Linked DNA regions of Anas platyrhynchos: region 1 is linked to region 2. The links are chromatin contacts, called in public Hi-C maps. All regions are on one chromosome and are shown on one strand. Each heading gives the region's core, a stretch centred on a gene start, on an enhancer-like site or on the middle of the called end of the contact. The rest is flanking DNA. Distances are from core to core; before and after follow the strand shown.

Evidence for each region. Hi-C and Micro-C count contacts between places; a contact is called where the count stands out from the background.
Region 1: a contact with region 2 is called in a Hi-C map of skeletal muscle, with 2.8 times the contacts expected there. The contact joins the enhancer-like site here to the promoter of MYC in region 2. A contact is called at or near these places in 3 of 8 Hi-C or Micro-C datasets (liver, skeletal muscle and subcutaneous adipose tissue).

The regions. Positions count from the first base shown.
Region 1 is chr2:10,563,226-10,568,045 of IASCAAS_PekinDuck_T2T, forward strand. No RefSeq gene overlaps it. Among named protein-coding and RNA genes, the nearest start is that of LRATD2, 200 kb to the right of the region's middle. Within about 2 kb of position 2,771, at least 2 of the 8 cell types and tissues checked have an H3K27ac peak or open chromatin away from gene starts, as enhancers often do.
Region 2 is chr2:10,333,793-10,338,636 of IASCAAS_PekinDuck_T2T, forward strand. MYC (MYC proto-oncogene, bHLH transcription factor) reads right to left here and starts at 1,416. Exons shown (of 3, transcript XM_038175084.2): 1 at 1,142-1,416; 2 at 1-43. The coding sequence starts at 28.

The DNA.
Region 1 (4,820 bases), core at 1,521-4,020, 230 kb after region 2:
CAGATGTTTTAAATAGGGTGCAGTATTTCTTTGTTAAATATAATGTTCAGACAATGAGCTGTATAATGTGCACTGATAAGATACTTATGACAATGTCCTGATCTTGCCATGAACACCTAACCAACAGTGTGATAAAATAATATAGATTTTCTTTAAAGTCCTACAATAGAATTTAATAGAGAAGTTTATCTCTGCTGTGGAGCTTAATGAGCAAACTCATAAACTGTGGAGACATGTTACAATTTTCTATTACAGTTCCTTAGATTTTATGTCATTTTTTACTGTCAGCTTTTTTATTTCTTGTTTTAATTATTAATTTCACTATAGTTAAATTCTAGTGGACTTGTCTATAAGGTTGATTACTTGACATTTCAACACTAACATCAAAAGACTTGAAGGGAAATTCACCAAAGTACAAGACCAGTTTCAGTGAATTTCAGCCAACAAAACGATTAGTTTCAAAACTACCCCTGGGTTAAGTGGAGCCAATATTTTACCCTTGATTTGATACCTGAGTGTCTAATTTCTTTGAATATGAAACTCTAGAGAAGCTTTGTAAATGTGACCCCATGCAAATCAAAATCTAAGAATGTTTTCATTATGTTCTGTGAACTGAAACTGCTGAGTTTCACATCTCTCTAGATATTAAGCTGCTAAACCAGGGGAATTTTCATGTGTAGGTAATTAAGAAAACTTGATATTTTTAACTTCAGAATTATTATTTTTTTTGACACTGTGCATTCTATTGTGTGCCAGTTATCAAGCTTCAAAATTTATTTATTTGGCACTGATATTAGGAAAAAAAAAAAAAAAAAGATTGGAAAACTTTTTAAAAAGGAAATGTTCCCAAAATCATCGGGGAAAATATATGTATTTTATTTTATTTACTTAGTTTTCCCCCAGGTCAGGCATGACTAGAAAGTCCTGAGCTCTAATAATGGCCTCATACGTTGGAAATCCCTCTGTAGTGTTTTGTCTTCAATGAGTACTTGAAGACATTTCATTTGAATGGAAATGTTCTGATATCTTTTAATGTAATGTTGAGGAGTGTTCACGTCACTCATTTTAGGCATTATTTATGTTATTTATCTAGTCTCCTTTCTTATTCTTCAGCAGCACAGTGTATATATAAAGTACGAGTAAATCTAATAGAACTACTGAGATTGTGGCAAAGGCAGTTCTCCTGGGTCCTATCTGCTGTCTTGAACTCATGACCTTCTTTCCCCTCAAACTGATATTTTCACTGGAATCCTTAGCCACTGGGCATGGTCATTAAGAGGTCATTTAAAACAAGTCACACTTCTATATACCATCTAAGTAGTTGTGTTAGAAACTCAGAAATTCTGCTATGAATTCTAATATGCCTTAAAAAAAAAAAATCCAAATCAGGGAAAAAAAAACAAAGCAGTAAGTGGACTAAAATGTGGAGAAATGTTTCTTCAATACCACATAAACATTTCTGTAACCTTAAAAGGTTTATTGGAAGTAACTATGGATATTATCTATTCAACTTTCTGCTTGAAGAAGGACCAGCTCCAGAGCATGTCAGCTGTACTTTTGTCGCTGAGATTGGAAAAACTCTAGTGACAAAGTTATCAATCCTGTATTTTTTCTGAGATGATTAAAGAGAAAAATAGTTTGAGTATGTTGTACTTGTTTTCCTTTCCTGGATAGGCTTTATCTTCTGTGATTGAAGCATCTTCAGCAGTTGAAATTATAGAATTATTAAGATTGGAGAAGACCTTCAGGATCATCTGGTCCAACTTTCTCCAACCAACAATATCACCCTCTTTACCATATCCCTAAGCATCAGGTCCAACATTTCCATAAACACCCCCAGGGACAGTGACTCTACCACCTCCCTGGGAACCCGTCCCAGTGCCTGACTGCTCTTTCTGACAAGAAATGTCTCCTCATTTCCAGCCTGAACCTCCCCTGGTGCAACTTGAGGCCGTTCCCTCTAGTCCTATAACTAGTTAAAGAAAGATTCAGTCCAACAAGAATGATTGTCAAAATACGGCAGTGGGAATTTGTACTAAAACTATTCATCCCATATGCAGCAGAAAACCTCAAGAAGAATAAAAATTGTCTCATGGCGCAAATGTTTCAAATTGTTTGACAAACAGATGTCCCTTATAGATTTTTGTTTTTAATATTTCCTAATAGTTTATATTCATTGCAAAATTCTGCACTGCACTGACTAAAAAGTCAGTATTACCAATAAACAGTGCTTCTTCAGAATTAAAAACTGAAGAAACACTGATCCTAACACAGCTTAACTAGAAAATAAATATAAAATAAAATACAAAAAAAAAATAAAATACCTGGGGGCTGAAGGAATGCCAGAAAAAAATAATCAGATGAACAACTAGCATACTGAAAGACAGCAAACAGTCAAGGACAAGAGAGTTCTGACTCCTACTCATGTACTGCTAGCTGATCACCACATCTGTTTGCTATTTTTATAAACAGTGATCATGGGAAACTTCCTTGAACGTGCTGAGGGCCTTTGTGAAGCAAGCAGGTAAGTATGTGGTTGTTGGCAAGGCCTTGTTGGACCTGGTAGCTCAAATTAATCTTCATTTCCACCTATATTTGCTACCCTGACTGTGGTGTCCCACAATTTCCCATGTGAAGTGTTGTTTCAGATCCTTGTCTTATAATCTGAGAAGTGAAACCCCCGTCACCTGACCCAAATACCTTGGGTGAGATCTGTCGTTCAGGTTGAGAAATAAGGCCATGAGGTGCACATGATGACATTCTGTTGTGGTATGTGAGCACTAGAACAATCCTTCTCACTATTCTTTGTTCCACTTCCCCACTCTTCCCTTTCATGATACATTAGTCATCAAATCATGACTGAGAAAAATTTCCATGTGGTGGTATTTCAGTCATCTTACACCAAGGAAAACATGAAAATAACCAGTTTGCAGCACCTGTTGCTTCAAACATGCATTGCAGCTTGTCAAATGGAGTCTTTTCCCTATCTCCCCCTTCCTTTTTTTTTTTTTTTTTTCTGGCTAAGACTACAAACTAGTGAGCTCAAGACTGCCAGCAAAAGTGCTGACACAATCTTCACATTTCATGTACTAATGAGGTAGAAAATAATTGTTTGATGACATAAATTAATTAGTAGTCACAGAATTTTGAAAACAGACACTGTGTATTCCTGTGGTTTAATCAGGCCAGGATGATGTCCATGAAGAAACGTTTACTTTTGAAAAGAAGAGATGCAAAGCACAGCAAAGCAATAGGACTGGAAGAATTGCAATTTTCCATTAGTGTAATGGGCTGAGAGCTATAGGAGCTTCCTGCCTGCATGCAGCCAGCACTTGTGTCCAAGCTGCTGAGCATCACCGTGTTGCACTAGAAGTTTCTGCTTCTCACCATGGCAGAAAGCTAGCTGCAATGTGCCTCCCTTGCAGCATCTGAGTTTGCAAATGTATCTGGGATGTTTCAGTACGGATGGCTCAGGCTGCAGCCCTGACTCTGCTTGTGGAAGAGGAAAGAAGCAGAGGGAAGGACAGCATGAGGACCTTCAGGAAGCCAAAACCCATAGATAAGTTATGTTCCTTTACCTGGGTCAATTACTATGCATCCAGTATGATTAATTGCCATCTCGGAGAGGAAGCTGAATGCTGCTTGCCTTACGGGGATATAATGGAGTTGAAATTAATAATAATGAGGGCCAAGTATTGCTTAGGTATCTAGAAATACTTTTGGAATTGGGAATGTCATACAGAAACTTGTATCTTGATCCAAATTCTCAGTCAGTTTCCGCCTTCCTGTCTTCCCTAATTACCAATTTTACTCCATGTACAATGCATTCCTTTCATCGCAAATCAGATACAACTCACTGTGAATAAAGGATGACTTCAACCTTATGTGATTTATGTTTTTCTACTAGCAGGCTGACTTTGAATCCTGTACTTGCCATCCAATTGTTTTTCTGTGTGTGGGGAAGAATTCACAACTCAAACTCAAAGCTGGCTGAAGCACCTCTGTGTGGCAGTCATGTTTTTCCTCTGCTATAAAAACTCATGAGGTATTCACAAGGAAAACTGCTTAAAAGGTACAGCAGGACCAGAGGGCTTAAATTCATGTTCAGTTCCAGAAAAAAATATTCCAGAGGGAAGTGTGGGAAGTGTCTCGTAGGAAAAAAAAAAAAAAAAAAAAAAGAGTTGAAGCATCATTTCTTTGCCTGTGGGTTCACCCTTCTGTCATGTCTCCTGGATGGGCCCAGGGCTTCTGTGAGAATGAACAGGAACAAGCTGTGTTGGAATCAGCAAATTTAATGTCAGATGGAGACCGAGTTCACCTGGTTGAGGTTTTTAGATGAAATACTCTTTTAGTACTGAAAGACCCATTGAAAGCATTTACATGCTTACAGCTATAACATATTTGTCTGCACCATCAGGTTTCAGCATGCCTTAAATACTCCAGCACATGATAGGGATGAAAATGCTGGTAGATATAAGATCATGGAATATTTATTTGTCTGTGAGAGGAATCACAAGAGCTGATCTTTAGTGGAGTAGAAGATACAAGGAGCAGCAACACAATTGTCCATCCTGCATTCTGCCTGGACAATATGTCCACAGAAAAGTTGAAGATGAGATTAATTTAACCATTCTCTGGAGCAAGCTTCTTGGATGTTTTAAAAGGCATTGATGTCAGTGTTGCTTTCTTGAACAGTAAATTAGTTTCAGATCCATTGTGTTCAAAGAGTATGTTCTGCATGGCACAAATTTGATCTTCATATACAATCTATTACTCCTTTGGCGAGTGAATTTTAATCCTCCAAATCCCTTCTCCTACTA
Region 2 (4,844 bases), core at 166-2,665:
TGCTGGGGAAGCTGGCGCTGAGAGGCATCGCGGCGGCTGGTGCCTGCGGGAGGGGGAGGACAGGGGGACGCCGGGGTGAGCCTTGGGGGTCGGCTCTCCCCCCGCGACCCTAAAGGGGCGACCGCCCCCCAGCGCGCAGCGCTCCCTCCCGGCTCCCCGCGCCGTGCCGACGGGCAAAAAAACCCGCGGTCGGTTTCAAATTAATGTTAAAAAAAAATCATAATAAAATCCATGATAATCATAATAAAAAAGGTACGACCTCCCCTCACCCTCTCCCAAGTCGGAGGCGCGACTTGATCTACCGAGGGGGGCAGCTCCCGGTGCCGCCCCGACCACCCTCCCCGCGGCTCTCCCGGAGGGGCTCCGGCAGCTCTGTGCAGCCCTACTCGGTTCTGCACGGTTTGGCACGGCTCAGCTCGACGCGGCACGGCTCGGCTCGGCTCCCTCCCGCCGCCCCTCCGCAGCCGCCGCGTTCACACGGGGCACGGCTCCGGCACGAAGCCCTCTTCCTTCCCTCCCGGAGCAGCTCCGCCAGCCCGGGATCGGGAATCCGGGACCGAGCCGGGAAGGGAAGGGAGAGCTGCGGGGAGCTTCGAGCACCCAGGGGGGCTGCCCCCTTGCCACCCACCTGGGCGTGCGGGCAATGCGCGGGGACGGGCAGGGACCTCAGCAAAGTTTGCCAGGTCTTGTCATATACACGCATATAATATATATATAAATAAATATATATGTCTACGCAAAGATATATATATATATACACACGTATATATATACATGCATATATATCTATATATATATGTATCCATATATCCATATATATATATACCCATATATATGAATATAGGCAGAATGTGCAATAAGCATAACCTGCCCATGCATACGCGGGAGAAGCAAATGCTTCCCCTCCCCCGAGAAAAAATAAAAAAAAATAAAAAATAGATAGATATTTGAAGAGCCGAGAGCAAGCGAAAGGATGGGGAAGGCCGGTGCCCCGGCGCAGGAGAGCGTCCCCCGGGGGGGACCGCCGGTGTCCCCGTCCTCGGAGCGCAGCCCCGGCGGCCCCCGGTGTCAGCAGCCCTGTCAGTCCAAGCCACTACCGCGGCGGATCGAGTGATGGGAAAAGCGGAGCCCCGCGACTCACCGGCTTCTCCAAGGCGCCAGCTGCGAAACGGAGCGAGGCAATTATTGCGGGCGGTGCGGGGACCAACAAAATAAGGAAAAAAAATAATATATATATAAAATTATAAAAAGAACCGCCGGATAGGACGGGGAAAAAAAGGACAAAACGCCGGGAGAACGTAGATCTCTTCCTCCCACCAAGGTTTAGAAAAAAAAAAATAAAAAAAAAAAAAATCAAGGAGCAGCGGAGAGAAGGGGAATCAGATTGTACGGTCCAAGGCGGCGCGGCGCGCTCTGTCTGCTACAATAGAAGTTTAGTTGCTTTCTTGCTTTAAAGAGCCGGCGAGGGGCGGGCGTAAAAGTGCCGCGGGGGGCGGGGGCACCACCGCGGGGCCCCCGCTCGCTCCCGCCGTGCGCGCCGACGCCTCCCGCGCCCCCGTTCGGCAGCGGGCGCGCAGAGCTCCGCGCCTGGCGGCGGGGAGCGCGGCACCGCGAGGGGGCGGCCGAGGAGCTCCGCGTGTCCCCCCCACCACACACACACACAATCCCCCAGCCTTTAATTCCGCCGGGAGGTTTGGAAGGGCTGGGGGGGGGGGGAGGTGATGCAGCGCTCCGCGGTGGTTATTTTTTATTTTTTTTTTAATTTTTATTTTTTTAATTATTTATTTTTTTTCCACCCTTCTTACTACGAGCTGCGCAAGGAGAGGTCGGAAGTAAACATAGTAAAAAAAAAAAAATTTACTAGGAGGGATTAAAAGGCTGCTCCTCGCCTTTTCCCTCCTTGCTCAGCGCTCCCCGACAGGGCACAAGGGGGAGGGGGGTTCAACCCCTTTTTCCAACACTCCCCCTCCATGTAGGGGGGCTTCGGTGGGCACCCAGCCTCATCGGGGGGGCTCCGACTCGGGCACCCCCGCCCCGGGTCGCCGCTTTCTTATCCCGCCTTTGCGGGAGGATTAAACGGGAGAAAAGGAGGCTGCGGGGGGGGAGGGAGGGGGGATGTAGGGGTGTAAGAGAGGGGGGGCACAGGCCCGCGGGGGTCACCTTGCAGCCCGTTTTGTCACACCCCGGCTGCCCCCTGCCCCTTCCCTGTCCCTTCCCGGGGTCCCCCCCCGCCCCAGCTCCCGGTGCCCACCCCCGACGGGACGCCCCCATCTCGCTGCCCGGCCCCCCAGGACCGTTAGCTGACGCCCCCATCCCTCCCACCGCCGCACCTGCGGCTTCCCCGAGCCCCCCCCCTTCCCCGTGCTGAGCCCTCACCCCCTATTCCCTCCCCAAATCCCCTCAATTCCCCTAAACCTCCCTAGCAAAGCCCCTCTACTCTCCGCTCCACGGAACGTAGTGTCCGTTTCCCCCCCCCCCCCCAACTTATCCCATCCCTGCTGGGATTTTTTTATTCCCATTTATTTATATATCCCCCTCCCCACTTTTATTTTATTTATTTATTTATTTATTTATTTATTTATTTATTTATTTATTAAAGCACAACCCACAGGGCAGGATGCAAAGCTCGGGGCCGCCCCACGGGGCGAGAGGACCGAAGCTGGGGGGGGAAAGGACGGATGGAAGGGGGATGGAAGCGGGGGGGGGAGGGGGGGCTCCACCCCACCCCCTGTGAGGCTCCCGCCGGCGCTGGGGGGCGGCCCCGCTTTCCCACGGCCGCCGCCACTACCGTGGGGACATCGCGCCCCCTCCCGGCCGCTCCGAGCCCGCGGGAGGCAGCGCGAAACACCCCCCACCCCCTCTCCGGCACCTGCGACTCTCTCCTCCCCTCCCTCCCCCCGCAGCACCCCCCTCCCAGAAAGAAAATTAAAAAAAAAAAAAAAAGGAAAAAAAAGAAAAGAAAGAAAAGAAAAAAAAGAAAAAAGAAAAAAAATATTATTTTCACTATTTTACTATTTTTTTTATTTAATTATTTTATTTGAATTATTTAATTATTTTATTAACAATATATACTCTTATTGTTTTTAACGGGAAACGACCATTTCTGCTGAGCAGCCTTCCAGCAAAGCACATCTACAACCGTCCAACTCCTCACCAAGCAAATGTCCCCGAGTGCACTTTGGGGCGCTTTCTGCCGTCCCGCCTCTGCTGTCGGGTAGCAAAGGAGGGATGGATCCACGCAGAAAGAGTGAAGCGAGAGGCAAGAGCTGCTGCGTAGTCATAACGGGGATGCTTCACCTAGTGACATTTTAAGAACTGGGTTTACCCTTGCTCCGAGATGGCTTAAAATACATCGTGCTATTTTTAAAGGCATCACTCTCGTGTAGTAGAGCTCGCTGATGTGAATGGAAATAACGTGACTCAAGGCAGGCCTGAAGTCAGCCAGGAGGGTGCAAGATCCAAATTAATCTAGCTATTAGTGTAAAACTTGGTATGGGTGCTTTTATCTAAGAACAGCAGCCGAAGAGCCCGAAACGCAGTGATTACCCTCAGAATTGTAAAAGCTGTCGAAATTCAGCTGGAGCTGGTAACAGCAGAAATATTTTGAAATGACTCCAGTACTGATAGGGTTGAAAATCATAATCCTGTTCGTGAAGCAATATAATCACACGCGGAGCAATTAACTGCGGTATCACAGAGGATTATGACTTGAAGTGAGGAATAAGTAACGTGAGCAGATGGACTCTTAAAATACCCCGTGCTCATATGAATGGGAAAACAGGAAAGGAGGACTGGAAGAAAAGTGCTATTGAAACAATACAGCCTTCAGAGGAAACGGTCTTTAAAATATTCTATAGGTTTTCTTCAGGTCTCACGCAGACCCTAAATTCGCTTTTCCTTGGGGAGCCAATGCTGGGGCATCCCACAGCAGACCTTACATGGTGGTTTGCCCTGGTTTCTTAAGTCAAGCCCCGTCTGTGAAAGAACACAGGGCAAGGTATGAAAACAATAAGTATAAATCTCCAGTGAAAAGGCCATTTTTGACAAAATAGCTGTTATATGTGAGGAATAAATACGCCAGAATTACGTTAAGGAGACAGCAGAGTCAAAGGGAGCATTTTAACACGGGGGGGGGGGGGGTGGGGGGGGGTGGAGGTGGTCTGGTGATAAATAGGAGGGGGCAGGGGAAGCCTGGGTGGAATTTACGTGTGATGGCAGAGGGGGAACCTGTGAGAACCAGAAACGAAAGCAGAAACTGAGAGTGAAGTGGAGATGGTGGAAAACACTCTCGCACCTCTCTGTGGCTGGAAACCCCTGAGACGATTCGTAATGTCACACGTGCCCGCGTCACCTGCTGCGTGCTGTATTTCCAGGGGACACCTGCAATCTCCTTTTCGCTGGCCAAAAAGCCGTCTGAAAACTGGAGCTACCTCCAGAAGTATCTGCTGAAATCTTCACTTGACATCTCCATGGCTTTTCAGGTTGCTGGTCTTCCACCAGAGTCTAAATAATACCTAACTAGGTATTAGTTGGTCAGAAAATCCTAACTCCTTGGCGAGAGGTTTACCCAAACAAGTGGTGCTTGCACTCCGAGCCATTAAGACTGAGCACACCTATGCATCCCTGCAGGGATCCTGGCCCCACAGCTGCCCTGAAGGACCAGTGCAAGAAACCAGACCCACACTTCAGAGGCCAAAAGAAGTGGATTTGCCTTATTAATAGAAAAAGAAGCGTGTTACTTTTTCATCTCTTTCAGCGGCTGTAATTTCTTTAACAATAGGAGGTGAGATATGTGTAGGCAGAAGCTGACAGTGTTTCTGCAAGCTGTGCAGCATTGACTAAAT